Linked DNA regions of Sus scrofa: region 1 is linked to region 2. Evidence: chromatin contacts called from public Hi-C data. All regions are on one chromosome and are shown on one strand. Each heading gives the region's core, a stretch centred on a gene start, on an enhancer-like site or on the middle of the called end of the contact. The rest is flanking DNA. Distances are from core to core; before and after follow the strand shown.

Evidence for each region. Hi-C and Micro-C count contacts between places; a contact is called where the count stands out from the background.
Region 1: a Hi-C map of liver shows a contact between it and region 2, with 6 times the contacts expected there. The contact joins the promoter of TSKS here to the promoter of MED25 in region 2. A contact is called at or near these places in 5 of 47 Hi-C or Micro-C datasets (epiblast stem cells, heart right ventricle, liver and 1 more) and 2 of 2 datasets of contacts at active chromatin or transcription factors (alveolar macrophages and skeletal muscle).

The regions. Positions count from the first base shown.
Region 1 is chr6:54,783,268-54,789,471 of Sscrofa11.1, reverse strand. It overlaps TSKS (testis-specific serine kinase substrate), which reads left to right and starts at 4,261. Exons shown (of 11, transcript XM_021094752.1): 1 at 4,261-4,764. It overlaps AP2A1 (AP-2 complex subunit alpha-1), which reads right to left and starts at 2,935. Exons shown (of 23, transcript XM_021094760.1): 1 at 2,707-2,935. The coding sequence starts at 2,773.
Region 2 is chr6:54,831,147-54,837,452 of Sscrofa11.1, reverse strand. It overlaps MED25 (mediator of RNA polymerase II transcription subunit 25), which reads right to left and starts at 3,150. Exons shown (of 19, transcript XM_003127336.5): 1 at 2,939-3,150; 2 at 2,800-2,845; 3 at 2,317-2,441. The coding sequence starts at 3,072.

The DNA of each region.
Region 1 (6,204 bases), core at 3,012-5,511, 49 kb after region 2:
TGTGGGTGTGGACATGCTGTGTTTCTCCACCCATCCACGGATGGACACGTGGGTTTGCTTCTGTCTTTGGCTTTTACAAACAGCGCTGACTGAACCTCTGTACACAAGTGCTTGGGAGCTGGACAGCTGTGATTTTTACACACTACCTGTCTCACTGAGGGCCTGAGAGTTTCACGGGGGTACAGACGAGTCTGTCCTATTTACCACTGTGTTTCCAGCACCCATGATAAGACTTGAAACCTACCAGCCATTCAACGTACGCTTGACGAGACAACCAGGGACAAGGGGGCGTTCTGATTCTCCAACCCTGCCTGATTCATTTGGCTAAACTATATCCACTGTCCCCAAGTGGGAGCCTGGACTCCGACTGTCCCCTCTGTCCTAGGGCTTCCCTCTGGGGTCCTGCAGGGACACCCCTTTGTCTTCTCTTTCCTTCCCCACCCCCATCATCCAGTCCCTTTGCAGATCCTTCAAAATGGATCCCCACCCCAACCACCTCTCACCATGTCCTTCTTGCCCCAGTCAAACCAACATCATTGCTGCGGTGCAGGCCCCTAAAAACTTCCCTGCTTCCGCTCCTGCCTCTGGGGTCTCTTCTCATCACAGCAGCCAGAGGAACTACTTTCAAACATCAAGCAGCATCTGCGCCTCCTGTGCTCCAAAGCGCTCACCATGGCACACAAAGCATCTGCTCCCTGTCCCTCCTCTGCCCTTACCTTCCGCCCAACCTCCCTCCCTCTCTCGCCACGCCAGCCCCCTGCTCTAATTTGAACACACGCCAAGTGTGCCACAACCTCAGGACCTTTGAATGCACCGGTTCCCTGCTGGGACCCCTCTTTCCTCCAGAATTTGCAGGGCTCACTCCCTTGAGGTCCTGGCCCCCTTCCCCCACTCCCCTTCCCTATTTTTTGTCACAGCTCTAGTCATCAGCTGACACTGTGGTTCTCTATTTTTTACCTCCCTCATGGCATGGGTGCTCCCAGGGGCAGGAAGCTTTGTGCACTCTTGAAGCCCCCCCACCCCCACCCCGGAACACTGTCTGGCACCCCGAGTGATCAAAAAGCGTGTGTCAAATGAATGAATGAACCTTCAGAGGCAGGATGCTTTTATCAATGGAGTCGGCACAACAAGAAAACAGCTTCCCAGAGGCTGAATAACTTGCCAAGGGTCACAGGGTAGCTCTCAGAGGCAATATACTGGGCTCCTAACAACTGCCCCCCCAACCCCCAACCCCTCAAAGCTCCGCCCCTTTCATAACACCCCTGCCTGTCTCTCTGCCACCTGATACCAGTTTCCACACCTCCTGTTTACTGAGCACCTACTATGTGCCAGATCCTTCCATACCTACTAAACTCTCAAATCATCACTGGACACCCAGCAGAGGCCACTCCTCAGATCCAGCCAAATAACCAGAAGAAAAGCCAAGATCTATCTAGAGCCTGGGATGTGTGAAAAGGCCTCACTCACATATGGCGTCACAACAGCCTCATCAGGAAGGTGCCATCAGCAGTCCCTCCTGACAGAGGAGGAAACAGAGTCCCTCAATTCAAGGTCACAGGGCTAGGAAGCGTCAGCGCTCCGACACCAACTCAAGCCTGGCTGACCCCAGAGCCCGTGCGGATACAGCCTCTGAAGCTCTTGGCAGCTCTAAACGCCAACACCCGCTCCCAGGAGCTGGGCGCTGACTTGGCACCAGGCCTCCCATAGTCACGACCATCCTTCCTGCTGGTGATCACTGTCCCCGTATTGATGTGGTCAGATGGGAGAGGGCTCCAGATTCAGGCCTGTCCTGCTCCCTGACCCATGACCCTGCTCTGGGACCAGGCTTCCTCCATCCCCCACTTCCCAGATCTCTTCCTCACAAATTCCTAAGGCCCCTAACCCCTTCTTTGAAATAGGGGTTCTCCTGCTTCTGGCACATCCTCTAAGCCCCCACATTGTAATATCCTCTCCTTTCCAAGCCCCCCAGGCCCCTGTCTCAGGCTCTCCAAAGACTCCACCTGCAGGAAGCGCCTCGAAGTAACCCCTCTTGTTCCTTCTCCATTGACCTCCGTGTTTCCTAAGAAATCTTCCATCCTGGAGCCCCTCTATCCCTCACCAGGGTCCCGCTATAGTCCCCCACCTTCCCATCCCTCCTCCCCAAACCCCTGGGACTTTCTATCACTCTAAAGTCCTCTCTATAAACTATAAACGAGCTGGGCACCTCGGTGACCTATCTAGCCCCTTCCCCTCTATGACACCCCCTCACCCAAGCTCTCAAGCCTGGCTTCCTGTGTTTCAGGTCTCCCCGTTCCCACTGGCCCCCTCCCACTCTATCGCTCCACAGGGTACCCCCAACCACCCAGCCATGCACCTCCTTTCTTTTCTGTCTACATCAGGGATTTCTCTGACCCCATGGCTAATGCGATCTCCTAGCTTTCTTTCATCCCCAGGGGACGCCTCTACGCCCCATCTCCGGGACTTTACTAGCGTCCTTTTCATTAAGACCCTCCCGGACGCCTCTAGCCACTCCGTGTCGTCACCTGAAGAGGCACAGTAAGACACTCTAAGACCCTCCATTACCCCCACCCTAAAGTTCCCCCCGCGGCCTCTCTATCCTCTCACTCTACGACCCCAATGGACTTCTATCCCCTAGGCCCTTCTGTAACCCCCGAGCCCCTCAATTCCACGCTTCCCCCGCCCAGGGTCCCCCGGCCGCGCTCTCACAGTTCCGGATGTCGGAGATGAACACCGCGAGCCCCCGCATCCCATCGCCCTTGGACACGGCCGGCATGATGGCGGTGGTGTCGGCTCCAGGCCTGGCCGGGCAGGGCACAGCGCAGCGGGGGCTGGCAGGCGGGGACCTGAAGGAAAGGACCCCAAGCAGCGCCGAGGAGCCTAGCCGGCCAAGGGGGAGGGCGGGCTGGCGGGCGGGCGGGCGGGCAGGCAGGCCGCGTCTCCGCCCCCGGTCCCTCCCCTCCCAGCCGCCATCCTGAGCTCTCAGCTGCCCATTGGCTCGAATTACTGCCGTTCAGGCGCGGGTTCATCCCCACTCCCTCTCTCATTGGTGGCAGGACAAAGGTACGCCGTTACGATTGGTCCAGCACCCCCGTATTTCCGTTCGGGAGAGCGGGGTCGGGGCGTTGCTCGAGAGACGGGCGGAGTTAGGTTACGTACAGTTGGACCGCCCCCTCCGCGCGGCCGGGGCCAATACTGATTGGATCCGGTCGCTCTCCTAGAAGGGAGGGATTGACGTGAGGGAGGGCGGGGGGAGCGGGCTTGAGGAGGCGGGACTTGTGGTGACTGAGGCCAATAGATGGGCAGATCGCCCCCGCAGGCGTTGGGGATTTGCCCGACCTGTCCTACTCCCCCCCCGATTGGGCTGTTATGGGGGCGGGAGGAGAGCCACGATCCGTAGAGAACGAAGGAGAACGGGGGTTGTCGCTCAGCTGGGCTGGGATAGGTGGAGCAGCGCCTGCAATTCCCTGCTGCAGAGAAGGGGTTGGGAGGGGCAGGAGAGCGTGAGGTGTTTACTGCGCAAGCGTCGTTCTGATCCTCTTTCTCCCTACTCTTCACCACGCATTACTCCTTAAATCTTCCCGGAAGACGTTCCTTACCCCTTGTCTAGCGGCCAAGATGTTGGGACCTAATTTGTCCGGAGACCGAGTGTCTCAGAGCGGAGGAAACACTAATTCAAGTCTAGTCGCATTAAGCAGAGGTTAAAACTGAGGTCCAGAGAGGTTGAATGACTTGCCCAAGGTCACACAGCTCAGAAACGGCAGAGCCTGGGTTTAAAGTATATTTTGGCATTTAACCACTTGTTTTGCTTTTTAGGGCCGCACTTGTGGCATAGGGAAGTTCCTAGGCTAGGGGTGGATTCAGAGCTGGAGCTGCCAGCCTACACCACAGTGATGGAGGATCCAGGGGCCCTCTGTGACCTACACCACAGTTCCCAGCAATGCCAGATCCTTAACCCACTGAGCGAGGCCAGGGATGGAACCTGCATCCTCACGGATACTAGTTGTGTTGTGTGTGTGTGTGTGTGTGTGTGTGTTTAGAGCCGCACTGGCAGCATATGGAGGTTCCCAGGCTAGGGGTCGAATCAGAGCTACAGCTGCCAGCCTACACCACAGCCGCAGCAATGTCAGAGCTGAACGCATCTGCAGCCTACACCACAGCTCACGGCAACACCGGATCCTTAACCCCCTGAGCAAAGCCAGGAATCGAACCTGCAACCTTATGGTTCCTAATCGGATTCGTTTCCGCTGCGCCACGATGGGAACTCCAATAGTTGTGTTCGTAACCTGCTGAGCCACAGTGGGAACTCTGACATTTAACTGTTTTCCAATTATGCAATGCCTTTTTTCTTTTCTTTGCAACCACACCACCAGTAAACACACCAAATCAAAACTGTGAGTCTCTCCACCAAACTTGGAGCTCCTCAACCAGAAGGGGACTGACGAACGTTGCTAAAAGGAATGGGGGGATCTGCTATGTTTGGCCCAACCACCACCCCTTGGCGCCCCGGAGACTTTCTTTGGTTGACAGGCTTTTGGGAAGGCAAAGCCTCCCGGAACTCTAACACCCTGGGCTATTGAGAAATTTGGGGCAAAGGGAACTGGAAGAGTCCATTCTGTCACCTCGAGGAACTCAGCCCTGCCAGCCTCTTCCAACCTCAGAACTCGAGTATTCTTGGAATGAGCCTTGGGAGAGAGTCCTGCATGCTGGGAACATCCACTCTGAATCCTGGGGGGATGGGGAGAGCGAGAAGAGCCCACCTTCCAGGTTCGGTGGATCTGGCCATTCGGGTTTCCAGGAATGGGGCTTGGGAAAGTCTATTCTGGATTCTAGGAGGACAAATATTGCTCAGATGTTTCAGTGAGCAAGGACAGTCCATTCCTAATATGGGCGTGTGGGGTGCGTGTGGCGGGGGTGCTGTCTGCCTTTAAAGAACATTAAAAACAGCAACAAGGAGTTCCCATTGCAGCTCAGCGGTAATGAAACTGATTAGTATCCATGAGGATGTGGGGTCCAGCCCTGGTCCCATTCAGTGGGTTAAGGATCCAGTGTTGCCATGAGCTGTGGTGTAGGTCACAGACATGGCTCAGATCTGGTGTGGCAGTGGCTGTGGCACAGGCCGGCAGCTACAGCTCTGATTTGACTCCTAACCTGGGAACTTCCATAAGCCGAGGGTGTGGCCCTAAAAAGACCAAGAGAGAAAAAAAGCAACAACAAATTCTTGGACTAGGAGTTGGGAAAATTTCTTTTTAGGGAAGATGCATCACAAGGGACTGGAGGAGTCCTTTCATTATGAGGGAGGAAGAAGTTTCTACCTGAGGATAACACCTTTAAATAATGGGGTTGGAACTGGTCTGCTTTTTGAGGAATGGTAAGAGAGACATCCAGAGTCTGAAGAAGAGGAACCATGAGGTTGCGGGTTCGATCCCTGGCCTTGCTCAGTGGGTTAAGGATCTGGCGTTGCCGTGACCTGTGGTGTAGATGGCAGACGCAGCTCGGATCCTGCATGGCTGTGGCTGTGGCGTAGGCCGGTGGCTACAGCTCTGATTAGACCCCTAGCCTGGGAACCTCCATATGCCGTGGGAAGCGGCCCTAGAAAAGACAAAAAAACAAAAAAACAAAAAAAAAAAAAAAAAAAGGAACTAGAGTCCAAAGAACAGGAAAATTCTGTTCCTAAGGAAGAAGACAAAGCCACCCTCTTCACATCCTTAATTCTCCACCAACCTCTCACCACTACCTCCAGCCCTTCACTCAGACCCTCCAGGAGCCAGAGAGCATTAATTCTAGGTTTTGTTGTGGGAGAAGGAAGTCCTCATTCTTCCAATCACGGGTAGAGGGGGGAACTCAGTCTCTCCCAACCTCCTCTAGGGCTCCAGAGTTAGCTAAAACTTTTATTTTATTTTATTTTATTTTATTTTGTTTTTTTTAGGGCCACACCCCCGGCATATGGAGGTTCCCAGGCTAGGGATCGAATTGGAGCTACAGCTGCCAGCCTACAGCACAGTCACAGCAACTCGGGATCTGAATCGCGTCTGTGACCTACACCACAGCTCAGGGCAATGTAGGATCCTTAACCCACTGAGCAGGGCCAGGGATCGAACCCGCAACCTCATGGTTCCTAGTCGGATTCGTTTCCGCTGCACCACGATGGGAACTCCCTAACCCATAAAATTTTTAACCCAATATTTAATCCATACACCCACATAT
Region 2 (6,306 bases), core at 1,901-4,400:
CTCTTTCGTTTATTCAGCAAAGATCTCCTGAGGCCTCGTGGGTGCTAGGCTCCAGCTAGAAGCGAATGGTAGGACCAAGAGCCAGTCCTAGACATTCACAGTCCAGAGGTATGGGCTGTGGCAGGGCAACACCCAGGAGCAACGGGGGCAGAGAAGGGCACAAATGGCTGCTTGCCAAAATCATGGAAAGGACATGTGAGTTGGGGCATGATGTTTATATAGGAGTCTGCCAGGGAGAAGCAGAGGATGAAGTGCATGCTGGGCCTTCATTCCTTTACTCGCTTGTTCAGCAAAGCTTTCCTTTGGCCTCCCCTGTGCCAGGCCTTGCACTGGGTGCTAGAGACTTGAGAGACGTCAGACTTGGACGTGGGCCTCAAGGAGCCCCCATTTACCATTCACATCTTCCCACCACCTCTCCCGGTGGGGCTCGATTGGCGTGGATTTTGCCCCAAGGGGACGTTTGACAATGTCTGGAGACATTTCTGTTTGTCACACTTGAAAGGGAAGCAGCCACCGGCATCTGGTGGGTAGAGGCCAGTTACTGAACACCTCAAGAGGCATGAGATGGCCCCCCCACCACAAAGAATCATTCGGTTCAAAGGGTCAACAGAGCCGAGGTTGAGAAATCCTGTTCTCCCTGACCACACGGGGAAACCTGTCAAGTTTCCATCGAAGGCGCAGCCCCCAGTCCTGCACACAGCCTGCAGCAAAGCAGGCCTTCAACCACATTCGCTGCGGGGATGTATGAAGATTAACAGCAGCCTGTGAACTGACACTGTTTTTTTCTTTTCCTTTTTTTAGGGCCGCACCTGTGGCGTATGGAAGTCCCAGGCCAGGGGTCGAGTATAAGCTGCAGCTGCCAGCCTACACCACAAACCAGCACGGGTTAATGAACTCTGACCAGACCCTGAGCTGAACACAGTAAGAAGATGAGCTCCTGGGACCCCCCGCCCCCCGCCCCAAGAGTGCTGAAACACAGACTACTGTTATCCAACTGCAAACCAAGAAACGGAACGCCGAAACCCGAGCTAACAGCAAAAGCTTAGGCAGCACTTCATACATCAGGCACTGTTTTAAATCGTCAGCAACTCATTTGCTTAATTCACAAGGTAACCCTACAAAGTTCTCACGAGGTCCTCAATGATCCTCAGCTCATGGGAGTCCCACCCCCTCACACGCGGAACAGGACGGAGCTGAATGAGAGCTGCTGCTGTGGAACTTGCAAGGGATGCTCGGGCTGAGGAAAGCCGGCTGCCACATTGGGAGGACACGCAAGCAGCCCCATGGAGATGCCCTGTGGCTACCAGCCGGCAAGGAGTGGAGGCCTCCAGCCAACAGCCTTTGGGTGAGCCACTTAGGAAACGGATACATCAGTCCCAATCAAACTGCCAAATGACTGGTGACTGCAGCTCATGGTGACTGAAATCTCAAGAGAGACCCTGAGCCAGAGGCATCCATCAAAGCCCCTCCTGAATCCCTTACTTACAGAGACCACATGAGATAATAACTATTTGTGTTGCCCTTTTTTCTTTCTCTTTTTGGCTGCACCCATGTTCCTAGACCAGGGAACAAATCTGAGCCACGGCTGCGACCTACACCACCGTGGTCAGAGCCAATGCCAGATCCTTAACCCACGGCACTGGGCCACCACAGAGACAAGCTGGATCAAACCCTCGCCACCACAGAGACAAGCTGGATCCTTAACCTGCCTGAGCCACAGCAGGAACTCTTTTTCGGTTTGTTTTGCTTTTCAGGGCCTTGTTTTTAAGCAGCTAAATTTCAATCTGTCGCCCAACAGGAGAGAAGGAATACAATAGCTGTAAGAACTATCAACATTCCCCTTTTAGAGATAAATTATGTTAAACACAGAGAGAACCAGGACTCCTGGGTCTGGGAGTTCTGTTGGGGTATAGCCATGCGGTGGCCCCAGGCTGTCTGCACCTGCAAGAGTTTGCAATGCAAACTTATCAAAACCTGCTCCAAAGCACAAGATGCCTAGCCCAACCCCACCCCCTTTCAATCAGGCTTCACTGCGCTCAGCTGAAAAAGGAAGCCACGGGAGAAATGAAACACAAACAAAAAGGGGGGAAATCGCACGGAGAGTAGGGCCTGGGTGCTAGAGTTCCTTCCGCTTCCAAACCAGATGGCATCACCGCTGAGCACACAGAACCGGGCACACAAGTGACTTAGGACAAAACCACAATCCCAATCACAGTCCTTGTTAGCTTCCCAATGTGAGGGAATGGATCCTACAGCTCAAACCCAGGTCCCTCCCAGGGTCCCCCAACCCACCCCAAAGCCCGGAAAAGAGCTCACTTAATGCCATCCAGCCAGGTGACAAACTCATAGGCGCTGCTGGTAGGAGCGTGACATTGTACGTAGGACTCCGGAGCGCAGTCCACCGTGTTGAACACCACGAGGCTGTATTGGGTCCCCCCATACTGGCAGAGGAGGACAGAAGAACTTTTCATCTGGGACCTCAGCTGTCTTTTCTCTCAGAGAAGTGGGAGCTCCCAGCTCCCTCCTCCCTCGAACCCAGGAGTCCGCACCCGAGCCTCTCCTCCCTCGGATCCAGGAGTCCAAGCCCCCAGGCCCTTCTCCCTGGGACCCAGAAGTCCGGACCCCAACCCTCCCGCACGACTCAGGAGTCTGGAACCACCCCCCGCCCCGCTCCTTCTTCCTCAGCTCCAGCCCCCTCCTCCCGGACTCAGAGCCCGGACCCCAGCCCCTCCCCCGAGACCCAGTAGTAGGGACTCCCAGCTTCCCTCTCCCTCGACCTTCAAGAGTCCCAAGACTCACGTCTCCCCCGAAGTCGGTCTCCGCAGGAGGACCACCATTAAAATACCTGTGAGGGTCGGGGGTGAAAAGTCGGGGTGAGGCAAGAGACTGGAAAACTAAAGTCGGAGGGCGGGGTTGGAGTCGCGGAAACCTCACTCACTCGATGGCGGGGAGCAGGTAGTGCTTTCGAAGCCCCTCGAAGTAGGGCCCCAGGTTAGCTGTGCCCTCAATCACAAACACCACGTCAGCTACGAGGCCCCCGGCGCGCGCCGGGCCCTCCGACCCGAGTACCATGCCCCGCGCCCCAGCCGCCGCTGCCGTTGCCGCCGTCGCCGTCTCCGCCACCGCGGGATGAGCGCAAGTGCGCCTGCGCCGCGCCCGCGCCTGCGCCGGACGGCCTCGCGCCCCTGACGCCGCGCCTGCGGCCATGTTTGTGCGGGGCACTCAGGGCGCGTCGGTTGATCTCCATCCTCCTTCGTACCAACCTTGTGCAAGCCTCCAAAAGGACCTAGAGAACCCCTTCGGGGGCCTGGTGTAAAGATTAATTATTGGCAGGACGTAGAGAACGAAATATATTGAGAGCGGCGCTTCGGCCGCCATCTTTGAGCGGGGCGGCTCTTCCGACACTAGTTTCACTGGGAGGGTCGGAAGATCTAGTTGCCATGCAACGCGCACGCTGCCCTGGTTTTCTGACAGAGATTAGGTTTTCAGCTAAATTCTTTCTGGCTCCCAGGGAACCGGGAGGGGGGGGTGGGTCGTGTGCAGGGTCCAATCACCTAGTCTGAAACAGGGTTACTAGGCAACGCTTTAAAGGGGCAATCGACTCTGGAGAGAGTGCAGCTGTTTTTTTTCCCTGAAGAGACGGCTCACTCCAACCCCAGTGGTGGTTGCTAAGTAACACCTGATAGTTGTTTTCTGGGCGAGAGGCCAGAAACCGGCCTAGATCTGAAATACGTTCCAGGTGGATTAAAAATGCAAATGAAACCATAACACTGTATAATCTTGAAGACTGGAAAAAAGAGTTTATCATTGCAGCAAAGCCAGAAAACGTAAAATACAGATCTGTTTCTCCGCAAAAGACTCCATAAACCAAGTTGAAAACGATCTATAAACCGGGAAAGTCGTTGGAACTTAAGTGTTGACAGAAATTTACTACACAGATACATTTTACTAATTAATAGAAACTTAGGAAAATAATACTTTTTTTAGGTGGGGAAGGAAAATATTGCAGGCTTTTCCCACCCACAAAACCTATTTTAAAATATCGAGTAATGGACTTCTCCTCGTGGCTCAGTGGTTAACAAACCCCACTAGTATCCATGAGGATGTGCTTTCGATCCCTGGTCTCACTCAGTGGGCTAACAGTCGGCTTTGCCATGAGCTTGTAGGTCAAAGATGCAGCGCAGATCCTGAGTTGCTGTGGAGTAGGCTGGTGACTACAGCTCATATAGGACCCCTAGCCTGGAAACTTCCATATGGGGGGGGTGCTAAAAAGAAAAAAAAAAAGAAAAAGGGAGTAAATCTCTGAAAGCCACTCATCTTCGATTAAATAATACTGGAGTTCCCCTGTGGTGCAGCGGGTTAAGGACCCCCTGTTGTCATTGCAGCAGCTGGGGTCGCTGCTGTGGTAGGGGTTCAATCCCTGGCCTGGAAACTTCCATATGTCTCTGCTGCAGCCAAAGAAAAAAAAGAGTGCTGTCAGCATTTTACTCTTGTCAAGGTAATTATGTTGGAAGGTTGGAAAACACACGTCCATGAGGATGAGGGGGTTTGGGTAAAGTAAGCTGGTGAAGACGTGGGATAGTGGGGGTGGAAATGAGAACAACGTCTTCCAATGCAGTTTGTCGATATATTTCAGGGAAAAAGGGTGCGTTGCTTTGCACACTCAGCAGTATCACTATATTGTCACATTTATCTTTTTCCTTTTTGATTTGCTGAACGTTTTATGGTGTTGTTTCTTTTGGCTGCACCTCCAGCATATGGAAATTGCCAGGCCAGGGGTCAAACCCCCACCATAGCAATGCCAAAGGCACGGCAGTGACAACAGGGGATACTTAACCTGCTGCACCACCAGGGAACTCCTTTGCTGAACCATTTTATTTATTTAGGTATTTTTTTACTTTTTAGGGCCACACTTGTGTCATATGGAAGTTCCCAGGTTAGGGGTTGAATCTGAGCTGCAGCTGCTAGCTTACCGCACAACCATAGCCACAGCAACTCAGGATCTGAGCCCGGTCAGCAAACTGCACCAAAGCTCACACGGCAATGCCAGATCCTTAACCCACCGAGCAAGGCCAGGGATTGAACCTGCATCCTCATGGATACTAGTTGAGTTTATTACCACCAGCGTATGCCACAACAGGAATTCCTGCTGAACCCTTTGAAAACAAATCCCCCAGGAGTTCCTGATGTGGTGCAACAGGTTAAGGATCCAGCATTGGCTCTGCAGTGGCTGGGGACATTGCTGAGGCATGGGTTGTATCCCTGCCTGGGAACTTCCATAAGCCTTGGGTGTGGCTAAACAACACCACCACCACCCTGCCATCTAGAGTTCCCATCGTGGCTCAGTGGTTAACAAACCTGACTAGTAACCAAGACGATTCGGGTTCAATCCCTGGCCTCGATTAGTGGGTTAAGGATCTGGCGTTGTCGTGAGCTGTAGCAAACAAGGCTGGGATCCTGTGTCGCTGTGACTGTGGCTACAGCTACAGCGGCTACAGCTCGGATTGGACCCCTAGCCTGGGAACCTCCATATGCCACAGGTGAGGCCCTGGAAATGACCAAAAAAAAAAAAAAAAATTATTTCTTAGTCTGGTCAAACACTTAAATCCATGATCAAATTTATCTTGGAGTTTCTGTCATGGCTCAGTGGTTAAGGAATCTGACTATGAACCACGAGGTTGCGGGTTCCATCCCTGGCTTCTCTCAGTGGGTTAAGGATCCAGTGTTGGCCGTGAGCTGTGGTGCAGGTCGCAGACACAGCTCGGATCTGACATGGCTGTGGCTGTGGTGTGGGCTGACGGCTACAGCTCAGATTGGACCCCTAGCCTGGGAACCTCCATATGCCACAGGTGCAACCCTAGAAAAAGACCCAAAAAAAATTTATCTCAAAACGTCTTTTGTGGACTTCTCTTGTAGTGAAGCATGTTAAGGATCTGGCACTGTCACTGCAGTGGCTTTGATTGCTGTTGTGGTGTGGGTTTGGTCCCTGGCTTGGAAATTTCCACCTGCCACTGGCAGAGCCAAAAAAAAGGAGGAAAAAAAATCTTTAAAAGGCAGAACAACAAGAAATATAAAAATTAAATGGTAGAAATAAATCTAAATACAATAGTAGTCACAATAAATATAAGTGGACTAAAGAGATGCTTGGAACTATGGGGAGAATTTGACATTTAGCTTCATTTGTTATTTTATGCACCTGTTTATTCCTCTAGAGGTTTAATGTAATTTAATATGCAGGGTGAATGTCTTCACATTTCTTTTTTTTTTTTTTTTTTGTCTTTTGTCTTTTGTTGTTGTTGTTGCTAT